Regions from separate parts of the Mus musculus genome. Here region 2 is linked to region 1. The links are chromatin contacts, called in public Hi-C maps. All regions are on one chromosome and are shown on one strand. Each heading gives the region's core, a stretch centred on a gene start, on an enhancer-like site or on the middle of the called end of the contact. The rest is flanking DNA. Distances are from core to core; before and after follow the strand shown. Region 1 has its middle 140 kb from the start of Pou1f1. Region 2 has its middle 70 kb from the start of Pou1f1.

Evidence for each region. Hi-C and Micro-C count contacts between places; a contact is called where the count stands out from the background.
Region 2: a Hi-C map of bone marrow-derived macrophages shows a contact between it and region 1, with 37 read pairs. The contact joins two enhancer-like sites. A contact is called at or near these places in 16 of 484 Hi-C or Micro-C datasets (the 63-12 cell line, the G1E-ER4 cell line, bone marrow-derived macrophages and 12 more) and 6 of 115 datasets of contacts at active chromatin or transcription factors (a beta-TC-6 cell line, bone marrow-derived dendritic cells, embryonic stem cells and 1 more).

What each region holds. Positions count from the first base shown.
Region 1 is chr16:65,377,170-65,379,926 of GRCm38.p6, reverse strand. No RefSeq gene overlaps it. Among named protein-coding and RNA genes, the nearest start is that of Pou1f1, 140 kb to the left of the region's middle. Within about 2 kb of position 1,461, at least 19 of the 459 cell types and tissues checked have an H3K27ac peak or open chromatin away from gene starts, as enhancers often do. A contact at or near this core is called in bone marrow-derived macrophages, where this site is marked.
Region 2 is chr16:65,449,572-65,452,271 of GRCm38.p6, reverse strand. No RefSeq gene overlaps it. Among named protein-coding and RNA genes, the nearest start is that of Pou1f1, 70 kb to the left of the region's middle. Within about 2 kb of position 1,386, at least 27 of the 459 cell types and tissues checked have an H3K27ac peak or open chromatin away from gene starts, as enhancers often do. A contact at or near this core is called in bone marrow-derived macrophages, where this site is marked.

The DNA of each region.
Region 1 (2,757 bases), core at 212-2,711:
CCATTCCAAGATCCCATCTTCTTGTCTTCTACTTTGTATCTCAGAGCAAGATGCAAGAACTAAGCATCCTTTCATTGCTTTCCAAGAAATAGCATCATCCATTTTCCCTAAGACCAGTAAAGATGTATTTGCACATCACTCTTACGCTCCAACTCCTTTAATGGTTATTCTCTAACACTAATTTGTGGGGTTTGTATCACTTTTTTTGTTCAAACCTCTTGAGCAAAATCAGGGGTTCCACTTAAAAGTAAGAATATTGCTCATTTTGCTGCTCTCGCCTCTTATTATGTTCAGGACATAAAATAGAAATTCTAGCACATCCTTCATCAATGGTCTTCTATTTTCCTGGTATGGATTCTCAATGGACACTCCTTCCCCATTGGCAGCAGAGAGATTTTCTCTGTACTATGGCTGCTGGTAAGTCCCAAGAGGGACTTCCAGATGGAGCAGCTTTTCTGAACCGTCCATGCACCAATGAGCCCAGTAAAGGCTCAAAACCTGGGCTGGGAGAGCATCTTTTGTTTGTCCTCTCAAAGCCTGCTTTATCTGTGGTGAATAGATGTTGTGTTTCACTTCCCAAGGAAAAATAACACAACTGCCAATTATGTCATACTGAGATAAACTTAACTAGGTCACAATGCACTGTCTGTTTTAAATATAAATAGATTTGGTTTCAAATATTTTGCCTCACTGAATGCCCATAAGTAAAATCAGTGACTTTTCTTCCATATGATCCGTCCCTGACAGCTGTTGTGTTTGCTCAGCCCCATCGCTTTTTATACCCTGGAAGAACTTATTTGAGATTAGACTTTTTTTTTTTCATTTTGGAGTTAAATTTATTAATTATGACATCTTCCAGAATTTTTTCTCTTTTGATTTTATAGTGCTTATGAAGTTGTTTTTTTCTAGTTTTCTCTGATGTTCTGAAAAACTGTAACGTTCTGTATGGTCAGGTATTCCATTGCCTGTGACCAGTGCTTTAGCAGGGGTCTGGAACCTGAGGACAGACATATTGGAAAGACTAAAGACATTGACCACCTGTTGACTATCAATCCAGTTGCCCAAAATATCTTGAACTATTGTTATTTATACAATCTCAAGCCTACTCACCTGAGCAGTGAAATAATTGGCTATTTTATTTAAAGAATCATAATGTCAGTATACATAAGCCTTATCATTACAAAAGCCCCCTTCCTCCTTTCCCTCTCCCTCTGGGTCAGTCACACAAATACCCTCAACCATACTCTGCAACTAAAATTTAACATTAGTTTCCCCCACCCCCAGTCACAATAGCAGTTCTCTGTCACAATACCTTTTATCACTGCAGGCAGAGACATGTTCATGTACCAAGCAACTTTTCCTGATATGCATCCACTAATTCCTGATTAAGTCTCTGTTGATCAGATACAACTTCCCCATTTTATAGGTCGCTGTTGATCAGACCCAGCTTCCTGAAACAGTTATGTGAGCCAGGACCGTTGTTCTCCACACTGTGACCAGCTTACTCAGTGTGACTGTAGCTGTGCCTCTAGGGACATAAGTATGTTTCCCAAATTACCCAGGATTAACTGTCACATCTGGAGGATGAGTAGGGTTAGAGAGAGGAGAGGAGGGTTTCACTCCTTGAATGAGTCCGAAGAAGAACATAGAATTCATTCACAGGTCTTTGCCAAGTGGGAAGGGGTTTCTATGGGCCTTGCTGTGTGAAGTCACCAGTGAAACACTCATAGGCCTTTCAAATTCAATCAGTTTCCATTTCTCATCTAATCTCAGCAGGCAGCATCTTCGGAGTCAGAGGGCTTTAGCCTTAACTTTGTTCAACTGTGATACTTTGTTATCTGCTTTCCACAGTTCCACCAGCTTAATTATCATTTTCAAATCTTATTAAGTTTGCTGATATTGTATCTTATTTTCTTTCACTAATTAACTATGTAAATTTAATTCTTTTGCCTTTTTACTAAATTTGGCATTAGTCTTTTGCCATTTTTATATTTAGCTAATTAACTTTCAAGTTTTGGTATTTTTAATAGTTATAAGTTGTGTCCTAAAATTGCTTTAGCCTATATCACACAGCATGTATATATACATATATATATATATATATATATGTATGTGTATATGATGTATATGTATATATCATGTACATATACACATGTATATACATATACATACTTTGTTATGTATATTATATATAATAATCCAATTTTAAGTGTTTTCTGGTATCTACTTTAGGAATTTGCCTCTTTCTCATTTTACTTAACCGTGTTCTTTAATTTCCAAATAGATTGTTCTTTTTTCCGTTTTTACTATCTATATCTGACTTGATTTTTTGTAACTGGTAAACATGAGTTATATGCTACCAATCTTTTGGAATTTATTGAAACTCACCCATAGTTCAGCATGTGGTTGATTTGTATGAAGGACATTTTCCTAGCTTAAGATAATATGCACCTACAGGTTAAGGTGGTGTCTCGACATAAGTTAGTTGTCAAAGATTAATGAATCATCTGAGCATAAACTCATTATTAATTTTTAAACCTCTTCCTCTTTTGATCAGTCACTCTTCCTCTATCTTATTCTATTTAACAAACACCCAAGAAATATTCTTGAATATCCCTAAAAATGATAAATAGGGAAGTCACTAAAAGTAAAATGTGAGTTATTAGAGATTTTAATGTCACGTCATGCTTGAAGAAAGTTAAACAGATTAAGGAAAACACCAACAACATTGATGGAAAGCTCTAATGAATTTATTAA
Region 2 (2,700 bases), core at 137-2,636, 72 kb before region 1:
ATGAGGAAAACAAGTATTTATGTCTCCGTTACTAAGCTTTATTGTAATTTCCTATACAGAGAAAGATAGTGGATGCTGAGCAATATGGAAACTGACATTCTTCAGGAGGTTGACCTTTGTGGAATTTGATCTTAGCCTGTGATCAGCACAATGCAAAGGAAGATGATAACAGAGACCAGGGTAAAAGTAATCACAGTAGAAGCCTGACGGTCAAAGTTCAGATCCCAGGACACAGCAAAATCTGATGTGACAACACACACCCCAGCACTACATCAACATTGCGGGGGCCAAGGATAAGAGAATCATCAAGGAGCTCTGAGGCCAGCTAGCCTGGAGTTCATGGTCCAATGGCAGAAACAATGAGAGATCCTACTTCAAGCAAGGGAAAAAGGAGGAGCAACTCTTAAAAAGTTGTCAACTGTCCTCCACATGTCTGTAGTGCCGTGTGTGCACTACATGAGCTTACATGTACCCCTGTCTCTCTTCCACAGGCATACATGCACAACAGCTATAAATATATGAGAGTTTTGTGGAATAACGTTATAACAAATATTTAAACACTACATTTGGTTCCTCGCCTAGACTTGGTCATTGGGGCTAAAGCAGATAGACCAGCAACAGAGAATTGCTCCTGTGGATCTCACACTGAGATATCAACAGTGGCGATCTGGGATGCTTGGACTTTGAATACATCTTAAAACAGAGCCAGTAGGATTTCCAAAAAAATTTCAGGTATTTGGAAGACATATAGTCAGACAGACAGACAGACAGAACCCCCTGAGAGAGAGAGAGAGGGAGAGAGAGAGAGAGAGGGAGAGAGAGAGAGAGAGAGAGAGAGAGAGAGAGAGAGAGAGAGAGAGAGAGAGAGAGAGATTGAGGAATTAAAATAGAGCTTTATCTTTGAGCCTCTTCGGGTAGAAGGTCTGAGTTAGAAGTATGCACTTGAGAACTATTGCAAAAAATAATAAATAATTTCAAATTGATATAACTATTGAAACAGCATGGAAAAAGACAAAGGAGAATGCCCTGAGCCTTGGTGTCCTCCACAGTGAAGAGGCAGACTGAGGAGAAAGCTTGAGGAAAGAAAGAGAGCAGAAATCCAGTGGAATGAGACCAGCATGCATTGCTTCCAAGTCATCTGGACTGCCTCTTCCTGTTTTCCCATCCTCTCCCTTCTAGCCAGCATTCTCCATGGAACCAGATAAGGAGTTTCTCTGCAAGTTTTCTTAGGAAACACTTCCTGTTAAATACTTCAATGGCTTCGTTTTACCTTTCTGAGCCTTGGCCTTTTGTTTTGTTAAACTTTCAACGCCTAAATCATTTCCATTGGCTCTCCTGATATGATTGTCCCTGCTTCTGACCCTGAATGACCTACTCAATCTGCGTCCCGAATTCCTGGTTTGCACAATCCATGACTCACTTCCTGTTTTGATTTCCATTTCATACAGCCCTGAAACTATTTTTAGTGAAGTTCAACAAAAAAAGTGGGTGCTTTTTTTAAAAATTTTTAATATTTTTTTTTATTACGTATTTTCCTCAATTACATTTCCAATGCTATCCCAAAAGTCCCCCATACCCTCTCCCCCACTTCCCTACCCACCCATTCCCATTTTTTTGGCCCTGGCATTCCCCTGTACTGGGGCATATAAAGTTTGCTTGTCCAATGGGCCTCTCTTTCCAGTGATGGCCGACTAGGCCATCTTTTGATACATATACAGCTAGAGTCAAGAGCTCCTGGGTACTGGTTAGTTCATAATGTTGCTCCACCTATAGGGTTGCAGATCCCTTTAGCTCCTTGGGTACTTTCTCTAGCTCCTTCATTGGGAGCCCTGTGATCCATCCAATAGCTGACTGTGAGCATCAACTTATGTGTTTGCTAGGCCCCGGCATAGTCTCACAAGAGACAGCTATATCTGGGTCCTTTCAGCAAAATCTTGCTAGTGTATGCAATGGTGTCAGCGTTTGGAAGCTGATTATGGGGTGGATCCCTGGATATGGCAGTCCTTTTGTCACAACTCCAAACTTTGTCTCTGTAACTCCTTCCATGGGTGTTTTGTTCCCAATTCTAAGAAGGGGCACAGTGTCCAACTCGAGCGGGTGCTTTTAACTGTACTTTGGGTTCCTTTTGTTAAATCTCCTAAATTATGTCTGTTCTTCTGTGTGATGATTTGCTGAAGACCCCTCTTCAAAATATGCTCTGCAATCCTCTTCCTACATTCATTTTCCCTAAATTCACTATTTAGTTAAGAAACAAAGACCAATATCCAAGTCAAGTTCCTGGTAATTGTTTGATATTAACACATAATATTTGAATAATACCTTATACTCTAAAAAGTAAAAGGGGAAAACAATTTATATTACTATTTATTTCACTGCTTAGAATTAGATAAAATATTGTTTTGATATGAAAACAAACAATGCATGAGTGAGTGCTTCCTTATTTTCTGATTTTATGATTACTAGTTTACTTTTTATGTTTTAACATTTGTAAATGTAAATTGTAAAATATCAAAACAACTTTTTATTGAATTCTAGATCTAAAACTCATAATACTGAATTCTAAAATAGACTCTTACTAGGAAGCAGGAACTTAAGCATTTATCATAAGTTTTTGGTCTATTTGTTTGTTTGAGTTGTTGGTCCTCACAGGTGCTAATATGACCAGAAATGTCTTTCTAAACAAACAAAAAATATGACCCT